Linked DNA regions of Mus musculus: region 2 is linked to region 1. Evidence: chromatin contacts called from public Hi-C data. All regions are on one chromosome and are shown on one strand. The core of a region is the stretch at or near the end of the contact, and the rest is flanking DNA. Distances in the headings are between cores, read along the strand shown. Region 1 overlaps Egflam (EGF-like, fibronectin type III and laminin G domains). Region 2 holds the start of Egflam (EGF-like, fibronectin type III and laminin G domains).

Region 1 (5,711 bases), core at 2,600-5,099:
ATTCTCATCCCTCCATGCCCCCTTCTCTCTTAGGCATTATCCTCATGAGCCACTGAGATGCCTGCCGCAAAGGCCCCCAGTGGCTTCTACTTTGCTACTCGAGTGGGTAGTGTTTGTCTTACTTTGCCTTACCCGATCCCCTGTCTCTCTGACCTACATCCTCCATTAGGTTTCAGGATCCTCCCCCAGTTTCCCCTTAAAGTGACCTCACTCCCTCTGAGAAGCTGTGGCTGGGTCCTCCTCCCTCCCTGACTTCCCAGGGCTTCTTCTACCTTTATTCTCTTCTTCTTTCAGCTTGTTCATACCTAAAAGACTTTTTCTAGTTTCTTTTCCTGTTGCTGTGATAAAATAACCTGACAAAAACCAATGTAGCACAGAAAGATTTTGTTTTAGCTCACAATTCCAGCCAATAGTCCTTCGTACAGAGAAGTCACAGTAGCAGGAACTTGAAGCAATTAGTCATAGCCACAGCCAAGAGGAAAGAACGAATGCAGGTATGCTCCAGTTTTCCTCTTTTGTGCAGTCCAGGATCCAAACCCAGGGAACGGTACCACCTACAACGGGCTAGGTCTTATCGATTCAACTAATACAATCAAGATAACCCCTCAGATAGACCATAGGACAGCATAATCTAGATCATCTCTCAGTGATACTGTTATCCCAGGTGATTCTAGATCCTGTGAAGCTGACAATGAGTGACCATCACAAAGTTTTCCAGATCGTTGTTTTGCCCACAGTTTCTTCCCTTACCTGCAAGTGAAAGATCCTGACAGAATGTGAAAGGTCACAGAAGCCCTGAAATTGGCAAAATAGATTTCATTGTTAGTAGAACTAGCTTCACTGATTTAGAAAAATAGAGGTGCACAATGCTCTGGCCGCTCCTCAAACCTGTGTGTCTGCCAATGTTCTGACCAGGTGTGTGCCCACTGATGAAGCCCATTGCCAGGTGTTTGTGATATTGGTTGCTGAGAAAGAGTCAGAAAATCTCCCCAGCAACCACAGCCGGGCCAATCCTGAGTTGCTACACCTGCACCAGACTCTTTCCTTGTACCCCTCCCATACCCATTTCTTGTTTAGACATTGTTTAGATCTGGAAATCCCCTACTCCTCCCTTCTCCTTTCCCCCCCAAGGGCCTATAAAAACTGGGACCTCTTTCCCCTCGAGGTCGACTCCTCTACCCCTGCGTGGGATATGAGTCGTCCCCAGAGCTCTGGCTTTCCCCGAATAAAGCCTCATGTGGTTTGCAACAAGCTCGGTCTATCATGAGTTCTTGGGTGTCCGCTACTGTCCTGAGGCCTGAGCGAGGGGCTCCTTTCGGAGTCTTTCACAAGCTCATAATTTCAACTCCCACCTGTATGGAAGCATCTCCAATGCCGTGCTCTAAGATGGAACTCGTGATGTCTTGACCATAAGATCTACTTAACTCATAGCCTTCTTCACCTGGATCAACATGAAGTCTCCGTTGAGCTGCTCAGGCTAAAAATCTTGGTTTCATCCTTGATTCTTTCTTCTCTTACACACCAACAGCCAATGTCTGAGGAAACCCTGCTGGTTTTACTTTCAAAATACAGCCCCAGCCCACGTGCTTCTAACCACCTCTGGACCACATCGCACTCTACCTTACTTACATCTTGGCCTCTACTGTGTCACTGCAATTACTTCCTGACAGGTTTTCCCCTTTCTGCCTTCATATTTCTAAATAGCCAGAGTTGTGTGGTGAAAAGGAAAACCTTTAGGTCTGGGGCTTGGCTCAGTGGTCAAGCACTTTTAGGCTTTGTATTCATTTTCTAGCACAACCAAAAAAGTCTCACAAGTGATCCTTCCACTCAAAACTCTGTTCTGTTTCCCACATGACCTTGATTCCAACTGTGGTTCTTATCTCTCTCATCTCCTCCCACTCTGCCTAGCTTCAGCCCAGTCAGATGACTCCCAGTGCTTCCTGCTGCTCCCGTGGTATGACAGCTTCGCTCTCTCATGAAGCTTATTGGCTACCCATTCTTTTCATTAGTAACCTCGTTACCCTTTTTACCCCACTGAGACCAGCCTGACCATTGTAACATTGTTATGAATATCTGTCCCTGCCCTGTACCTTCAACTGCCTTTTGGTAGTCAAGTCAGTGTTTCTTGTGTTCTATAGTAGATACACACACAATCCCTTCACACACATTTCCTTTCAGCTGTTTTAAATTCTCCCTTTCCTCTAGGACATAAGTATCTCTTTTCATTTAGAGATACCAAATATCTAATACATTACAGTGCCCAGCACATCACAGGCACTGAATAAATGTACAGCAGACTCATCATGTTGAACAGACTCTTAGAATACTGGCTAGATTTTTCATGCCACAGCCAAGTCTTGCTAACTGACCTGCCACATACCCTATATTCTGAATTCCCATTGGTTTTGGTTTCTCTAATCCACACAGTTCATACAGAGATGGCTGGAGATGCTTTGTAAGGAGGCAATAACAGATAAGCAAAGAAATCCTGTAGTAGAAGTATGGGTCTTGGATGAAAGTAGGTACCTAAGGAGGCCATCTTGTCTGCATCCATCTTTTCTGTGTTGCAGAATCCATGCCATATCCCAGAGCAGCTCCCATGACTAGGGCACAATGCCTGCTCATCTACTCAGGACCTGCCTCTGCCACTCACAGGCTGCAATTCCTAAAGCCAATCCCATTTCCTTTCTGTGACTGTTTCCTTAACGGTTACAAGTGCATCATCATTGAACTGACATCTAGCATCATTTTAAAGATTTGCAACTGAGGGCTAAATTAGCTAACTCAAGAAAGAGGAAGAAGGGTTTTTGTTTGTTCATTTCATTTTGTTTTTTACTGTTTGCTATATAACAAACATTCAGGGGCTGGTGAGGTAGCTCAGCAGTTAAGAGCACATATTGATACTATGGAGGACCTGAGTTCAATTCTGAGTTCAATGTCAGGTGACTCTCAACCAGCTGTGATTCCAGCCCCAAATCTAAAACTTCTGGCCTGCATGGGCACCTACACTCACATGCACTACCTAACTACACACACACAGACACACACACAGACACCCAGACACACAGACACACACACACACATACACACACACACACACACACACACACACACAGACACACACACACACACACACACTTACAAGTAAAAATCATTTTTTAAAAAAATTAAATTATTTTGGCTAAGAAGTGATTTTTTTTTAAATTGGCTGGAAATGTAGCTCAGTTAATAAGAGTGTTTGCCTAGCATGCATGAAGCCCTGAGTTCGGTTGCCATACCCCATATATGAGGCTTGGTAGTGCATACACAGAATCCCAGCATTTGGAAGGTAAATACAGGAAGATCAGGAGTTCAAGGTCAGCTTCAGCTACATAGAGAAATTGGAGCCAGCCCAGACTCCACAGGATATCTTAAAAGTAAACAAATACTCTGCGCAACTTTGTTTTCTAAAAACTAATAAAAGCATATTTATATTGTTCTTCATTTATGGTAATGTGATAACCAGTTTTAGGTTTATATTGACAGGCACTCAAGGAGTTATGTGACAGAGTATTTAATCCATGACAGTGGTCTTAGTGCCATGTCAAACTCCAGCACAGGCGCTTCCTCGAGTGACTTAAAGTCACTAGCATGTGTGGTGCTGTGATCTTGCTGTGACTGAGCCAAAGAGTTGGTGGGAAAGCCCAATGTAAGAAGGGGTGGGTAGGGAAGGTCCCACAAGCTGTGATGTAAGTCTCTCCTAACATCAGAGCTGGGAATGGAGTCCTTGAGAAATGAACTCCTAGAGCTTCCTTTGACATTGCTCAGATAGAGCCTGGGTCATAGGCAGTTAACATAGTTAATTTTGCAGACTGTGGCCCAGATGGGGAAGAAGCAAACACCCAAGAGAGTCTCACTGCCAGCCAAGGTTCATGGGCCAAGCATGTGAGAAAGCCATTTCCCTCCTTTTCTATGCAGACAACTCTTGGTTCTGGGACTTTGTCCATCTGGCTGTTCTCAAGTCCTTGAAGACCGATTTTCTCCCATGGTGGCCACTACATACACACTGGATCCTGTCTGGAATGCCCTGGAGAGATACTGTCACTAGAACATGCAAGGGATAGCAGATCCCAGCTGGAGTCTTTCCTCCTTGGCCACTTATCTTTACCAAATGATTTAAGGCCTGGGGCTGGGAGTACTCACAAATAGCTCTAAGTCTTTGGTGGGAGGTTCTCGGAGCCCAGTGTGATTGGAACTCATCTTTGGAGTTGTTATGACAACTGGTACCTGGGAAAGACAGTGCTAATCACACTTCCTAATGAATGGCTTTGACTGGCTCTTTGCCTGAGAAGTGAGTTTAAAGACCAGATAATTACTACATGGGACAGATTAAGAGAGAGGTGCAAGTTTGGTTAGAAACATAGAATTCTTTAAAGGTTTCTTTCTCCCAAAATCTATGAAGGTGAATCTAATAAAGTCTCCAGAAGTCTCCAGGTGAGGCTGAGTCCCACCTAGCCATCACTTGTCACCAAACAAGGTTTCCAGTACTGGAACTGGTTTACATACAATTGTGTGGTTAGCCAAAGGGGTCCCTTGGAAATCCTCAAAAAATCCAGGCTGTTGCCAAGAGAATAGGTTGCTCTCCACAAACTGACATCAAGGCCCCATGTCTGAAGACAACACCCACACAACTCACTGAACATGGAGAGATAGACCTCCTGCCTACATAGAACCTTCACCCCAGTGCTTTGCTGTCTTTGTTTGGTATGGGAAGGCATTTTGCAGGCTATTAAAAGAGAAATGGAGACACAATTCAGCCACAAACCCTTTGATCTACTATGCTATCCTTCCTGCAAAATATGTTAAGGCAATGATGACACAAAGTTTGTCATAGTAATCAACCAATGTTTGACTTGATTTAAGGCCGGTTCCACAGATAGAACCCATACCCAACATTGCTTGAGTGACCAAGAACCAGAGATATGATAGCCCAGAGACCTAGTGTAAGACCAAATAATACTGATCTAAAAGAAGGAAAAAAGTAGTGTTAAAATGATTCCTAATGATATTGTGTTATACTTATAGATCAGTGCCTTATTCACACATTCAGAGAACTTCCTCTTGCAGCAAATGGGAACAAATGCAGATACCCACAGCCAGACATTACACAGGGGAAGAGAGAGAGAGAGACCTTGGAATACACAACTCTAAATAGGATGTCTCTGTCAAATCCATCTCCTTGGAACTCAGGGAATCCCTAGAAAGAGGAGGCAGAGTGTAGAACCAGAGGGGACAGAGGATACAAGGAGAACAAGGCTGTCTAAAATAACTGAACAAAGCTCATATGAACCCACAGAAACTGAAGCAGCAAGCACAGGGCCAAACAGGACTGCACCAGGTCTCTGTCTCTCTCTCTCTCCCCTCCCTCTCTCTCTTCCTCTCTCTCTTCCTCTTCCTCTCTCTCTCTCTCTCTCTCATCCTCTCTCTCTTTCTCTCTCTCTTTCTGTATGTGTGTGTGTGTATTATAGCTTTCAGTTTACTCTGTTTATGGGACTCCTGAGTGTGTGAATGAGTGTGTCTGTGATGAGTGTGTGAATGAGTGTGTGAATGAGTGTGTCTGTGATGAGTGTGTGAATGAGTGTGTCTGTGATGAGTGTGTGAATGAGTGTGTCTGTGATGAGTGTGTGAATGAGTGTGTCTGTTTTTAAATGCTCAGCCCAGAGATTGGCACT
Region 2 (5,774 bases), core at 395-2,894, 46 kb after region 1:
TTCTGAATCTGAATGTGTTGTGGAAGCTGAGAACGGTCCTCAGTGTTAAATCAGGTAAGGGGACACAGATGATCACAGACAGAGCCTGAAGACTGAGATATCTCCTAGGATCGAAGGCAACCGCCCCAAACTCCAGACTGATCCTGGAGCAGTAAGACATATTTGAACATGCAGATGGGAACCTGCCAAGATTATTTTCTTTGCACTCTGATAAATTTTCCTGGTTTGCTTCCTTCTTGTAGAAACATTTGGGAGGGCAGACTCCACTTTCTTGTAGAAACATTTGGGAGGGCAGACTCCACTTTCTGTGAGTTTTGCAGGCTGAATTAAAATAATTAGATTGTTTTCCATTGTTCAGAAGACATAATTAATCCCATAAGACAACCCCACTTGTAAAGTAAGCTAAGAAAAAGCAGATTTTTTTTTCACAATTCTAAATATGGTCCGGGCCAACAAAGAATAAAAATCGTTACCCAGAAGCAACGCTAGGAACTTTATTATTTAAACTGTTCCACTTTCCCTCATGACACAGCCAAATCAATGTTGATAAAAACATACTTTTTACCTAGAAGAAATGTGAGTTTTTGTGGTGTTGCCTTCTCTCTGATCCTTTGTACTAGCTAGCCTACAGTGCATATATATCTTTGTTTGGACAGCAGTGCTAAGACAGGAGTTCTAAAAGAGATCAGGTTAACCCACTGTGGGCTGCTTTCTGCACAAACAGCCCGGGGCTGCAAGAGAATCCCAACAACAGAGAAAGTGCAGGTCCGTACCCAGTGCTTAGACAGGACCAGAGCCAGGAAAGGGGGCTCCCAGCAAACCTTCAGACACTCAACAGGAAATGGCTGGGCTCTAGGCAGTATGAGTCCAATAAGATGTTCAAAGAAGCAGGAGGAGCTGTTGAAAGTCCTCTGCGCTCTCTCAGTCCTGTGTAACCGAGACAGAGCTATAGCTGCCCGCCCACCCCCCCAACCCCCAACTTTTCGCAGTCCGTGGTTCCACACAGAACCCACCACCTCCTAGCTCTGGAAAACAAATCGTTTCTTTTAACAAACAATATCCTTGGGACTGCCTGGGCTGGGGGAGGGCGAGGCTCGTGCCTCGGCTGAGCTCTGCGCAGAGGCTAGGCAGGCTGAGCCCACGCTGGTGAGCAGAGAGCGGCTGCCTGCTCTGCGAACCCCACCAAAGGCCGGGACCGGGGTGCTCCGGGCACCCCGGCTCCGGGCGCACTGAGTGCTTTACCTGATTTTCGCAGAGCCGTTCGGAGTGACACAGCGCCGGGTGGGAGGCTGCAGGCCAGGAGCAAGAAATGGAGCGAGAAGGTTGAGATTAAATCCATCTCACCAACGGCGTCTGCAAAGTTTCCCCAAGTCCCGGGCGCGCAGGGAAAGGGCGTCTCCTGGGGGACGCGGGGAACGCCAGTGACGCGAGGATGAGAAGGTGGGAGACCCAGGGAGCTGAACCAGGAGCCACTCGGGAGTCCGAGGAGGCAAGGCAGCAGTTGGGAAGCTGGCGTGCTTGAGCGGAGCGGGCTCGCAGCGGCAAGGCTTTTCGGGGCTGGGGAGTGGACGCTGAGAGCCGAGGGGAGGGACGCACTGGCCGCCGGAGGGAGGGCGGCTCGACCCGCAGGAGATGGAATTACAATCTAGTGGAAGAACGAGGGGCAGGGTCTGAATCAATTCACTCCGCGCCCACCTCCGGCGCCGACAGCCCCCAGCTCAGCCCTTCCCCGCGGGTGACCTAGATTGGGGGCCGGGGTGGGACCGACTTCGACACTCGCCCGGTGTTCCTTGACTCAGACTGCGGGCCCAGGGTCCTCGGCTGGATCCTAACCCTTAACTTTTGGTTTGGTGCTTCGGTTTCGCTGGCTGGACCTTTCTTCCCCCATACCCCTCTAGGTGGCTTGCTCCCAGTTTAAACCACTTTTCCTAATACCTCAAAGGTTTCTCTACTCTGTAGAGCACTCTTGGAAGAAGCGCAAGGGAGGGGCTGTAATTTTCAAGCAGGGAGGAGGAGGGCGGGGCTGGCCAAGTCTTGGGTGCTAAGAAGATAAATGGGATTTAAGGCGCACAGATGGAGAGCTGAGGCTAGGCCACTCAGAGGCAAAGGCCAAATGAAGATTAGGGACTGGTGCCTGGGGGCCAGGTCCCCTTCTGGTGGTGGGTGGCAACTTTAGACACCCCCCCTCCCCCGAAAAAGAGAAAAAAGTCCAGGTTATTGTGGCAAAGTCTAACTTCTTTGGGGCTGAGAAGGTCCTCTATAAAGGGAGCGCTTGCGGCCAGGCCGGGACTGGGGAGTAGGGGCAATGCGGGAGCCAGCATTTAGCTCCCTAGCTGAGGAAAGACCCCCTCCCTTCCCAAGAGATCTGTGCAGCTGGCTGGAGTTTACAGTACTGCCCCAAAGGGTGTGAGCTCCCGAGCAAACTGGCTTTCTGACCCCAAGCCTTCGTGAAAACAGATACAATAAATAATCTAAAAGGAAAACGAGCCCTCGCCAGAATCCTGGAAAAGATCAAAGGCCCTAGGAAGTGCCCCGCAGATAGAAACTGTGGTCACTGGCAAACGTCTGAGGGTGATCGCCACGCCCCACCTGGCAGAGCAGCTTCCTGGCCCCTTGTTAATCTTCCATTAGGAGAGCTGAGTGTTGTCCTGTGATTTCTACCCTGGATCTTTCCCCTACCCCCACCCCCACCCATGAACCTAGTCCTGTTAGCAAGGTTGGAATATAGTTCCTTACACGTTGGTATTTTCAGGTGTGTAATTGTTCCATAAATAAATTCAAAGTCCTCTACAACTTGAGTAGCTGAAGTCTGAGTCCAGGGCCACTGGAGTTTCTTAAACCAAACTAGTGCAGGAACGTCCAGACGGCACTACATTTATGAGGTGAAAACACGTAGGGAAACCAGGCAAGGTGACTCTGCAGAGATATGCTCTGTTACACTACATTAGACCCATAGGATCACTGAGGCCACTAAAGGTCATCCTTGCTGCCCCCATGACACACAGGAATCTACTTTGAGTTGCCTTGGCACGGCATGCCACCCCCGTTCTGGATCAGACAGCTCCTATAAATACTGACTTTTGACACTGAAGGTCTTGGCGTGTACTGAAGGAAGCCAGTGCCCTAATGCAGAATCGTCCCTCATTGTTTTTCACTTTCTCACTTAAAAATGTCTCCCTGTCATGGCATTGGGTCAGAGGCTGAGCCAGTCATTGGTTAGAGCCCCACCCCTGATACTATATTCTACCATACAGGTGCCTAGCATAACTAGTGCTCTCTGGTGCACCAATTTCAGTAAATAGTAACCATGAGTGTAAGACTAACATCGGTATGATGTCTCCTGGGTACAGGACCCTCTCTAAGGTGCCTTTAATTCCCATAGCAACCACACCAAGAAGGTACATTGTTAGCATTATCCCCATTTCACAGCCAAGGAGACTGAATCAGGGGAAGGCTGCATAACCCACCCAAACTCATGCACCCCCCCTCCCCCACAAAGTGCAGAACTAACAAGAAATTCAGACCTTCTACTTCCAGAGCGGAGAGTTCCAGAGCTCCAAGGGATACGTTGGAGAGCAACTCCAACTGGAGACTGGGGAGTTTCACCTCAGGCTCTGCTTGGACATGTATTCCCCAAATGAATGGATGGCAGCCATAACAAAATTTTCATGGGAGGGTGGTAGTGGTTTGCAATTTATTTTGTTTTACTTTTCTAGGCAGAGCTTCACTACTGGAAGTCACTGCCTAGGCCACTGTGCTCTGGAAATTAAAATCTTCCTTCTTTAGCCTTCCCAAGAGCTGGAATAATGACAGTTTGTGCCACCGGGTCTAGCTCTATTTTTAATTTTATATTAGCTAATGAACAGCACCATGGAATTCCATCATCCCTCCATACGCCGCCACCCAGTGTTGTGTCTTTTTAAGACCTGTTTGCTAATTTTGCAAACATGGGTTTTAGCATACTGGCTCTCTGCTAGACAGGAGCTGACAGCTGTCTCTTCCTAACCAACCATGTTCCAGATAGTCATAGCTGACTGAGAAAACAGGTCTTCTTTTCCCAAAGGTCCTTCCTTGTTTCTTTCTTGAAGGCCCCACCTTTAAGTCATGTTTTATTTCTGAGGCCCCTACAAACTCTGGGTGCTGGGGCCACAGACCTAAAACTTTCTTTGGGAATTCAACTGTTACAAACATAAGATGAGCTTTAGAAGGAACACATCCCTTTCCTTTGCAATTACAATCACATTCCTCAAGGTTCCACTCCTTCCAGCTTGACAAACAGCTCACAGCCCTTGTAAATCAGGCTAAAGACAAATGAGACACTTGACTTTCACCCTTTTCATGCTTTCAGGGGCAGGAAGAGGGGGTGGGAACTAACAGTGGCAAAATTTACTTTGAATGTTTTGTTTTGTTTTTTAAAAAGTGTTTAAATTCTCTGGTGATTTAAACTCAATTAATGGTATCACCCGCAGGCGAATGGCCTTGCCTACCTTGCTCAGTATCATGGGATGAAGATACTGACTTCTGCCCCATGAATAGTTGCAAAGATAAGAAAGGGAGACATATCAATTATGGGATGTTTGGTGATACTCTAAATGAAGGTGATGGATGTTCAGAAAGAAAGAAAAAATGTGTCTGGGTTTTATTGACTTAAGTGAAATAAAATGTATAATGTTTATTAAGCAGATTGGACAGTAACGAGCTGCCCTTTTACCTTTCCTCTCTCGAAAGCCACCAGGTGTTTTGAGTGGCTTTCTGCAGATACTCCACAAATATTTAAAAACATACAAACAAACAAACAGAAACATATGCTTGTGCTTATCTCAAATGAGAGCAGCTCCTGCATAGTTATGAATGTGCAGACCCTTCCACGTCAGCAAATCTGCTGCCTCTTCACTAACATCGGAATAATATTCTACTGCACGATGTGTGATCTGTTTGTTCTCTGATCTTTTGTCTTCTGTTGTATCAGGATAAAGCTGCAGTGAATGACCTTGGATGTAGAATCATGGACTCGCGCTATAACAGACTACAAGGTTCATTTCTCAGTGAGCCCATGCTCAGTCAAAGGCACATGCTTCCAATTTTAATAATTTGGCCAAAGAGAATTGTGCTTTGGCAAATGAGAGATGAGCATAACTGTTTCTACAAACTCACACTTAACATAATATCTTTTCAAATTTGACTTATATGTTTTATGTGTGGCATGCACATGGCACATTTAACATATAATGTATATAAGAATGAAAAGCACAGGGTATCCTGTCTGAAGAATTATATATAGGAAGATGAGAACATTGTAATGCCCCCCAAGATCAAGAAATAGATCCTCCCGGGACCCATCAAGTCCTATTATTCACTCTTCTCTCATCTAGATTCCTGAGAGAGAATTCAGACACCCCCTCCCAGATAAAATTAGATCATCAAACAAAATGGAATCACTTCTTCCATCTCCAGCATCCATTGGGAATGGGTCCCATTATGTGGCAACTTCTGTGATAAGAACGTAAACAATACAAACAAAATAACAAAAGTATAATACAGATGGATCCGGGAGGACCCCATTTTTCTACTGGGGTAGGAAAATGGTTGCACAGTCAATTCTTCCTTAAAACAGAATACTAGAGGCATACCTGAGTACAAGCACCATGACATGGGTGACATGTGACTGTAAGATGCATGGCCATCATTGTGGCCCCAATTACATCCCTCCAAAATTAATATGTTGGTGCCTCCAAATCCCCACGATTGTTCATGGAGAAGAAGGTTTTATAAGG

Evidence for each region. A called contact is a pair of places that touch in the nucleus more often than the background predicts.
Region 2: a Hi-C map of uterus shows a contact between it and region 1, with 2.9 times the contacts expected there. The contact joins the promoter of Egflam here to the enhancer-like site in region 1. A contact is called at or near these places in 4 of 484 Hi-C or Micro-C datasets (liver, rod photoreceptor and uterus).

What each region holds. Positions count from the first base shown.
Region 1 is chr15:7,348,917-7,354,627 of GRCm38.p6, forward strand. The region is part of intron 1 of Egflam (EGF-like, fibronectin type III and laminin G domains); the gene reads right to left. Among named protein-coding and RNA genes, the nearest start is that of Egflam, 47 kb to the right of the region's middle. Within about 2 kb of position 3,850, at least 11 of the 459 cell types and tissues checked have an H3K27ac peak or open chromatin away from gene starts, as enhancers often do. A contact at or near this core is called in uterus, where this site is marked.
Region 2 is chr15:7,396,746-7,402,519 of GRCm38.p6, forward strand. Egflam (EGF-like, fibronectin type III and laminin G domains) reads right to left here and starts at 1,645. Exons shown (of 22, transcript NM_178748.6): 1 at 1,243-1,645. The coding sequence starts at 1,339.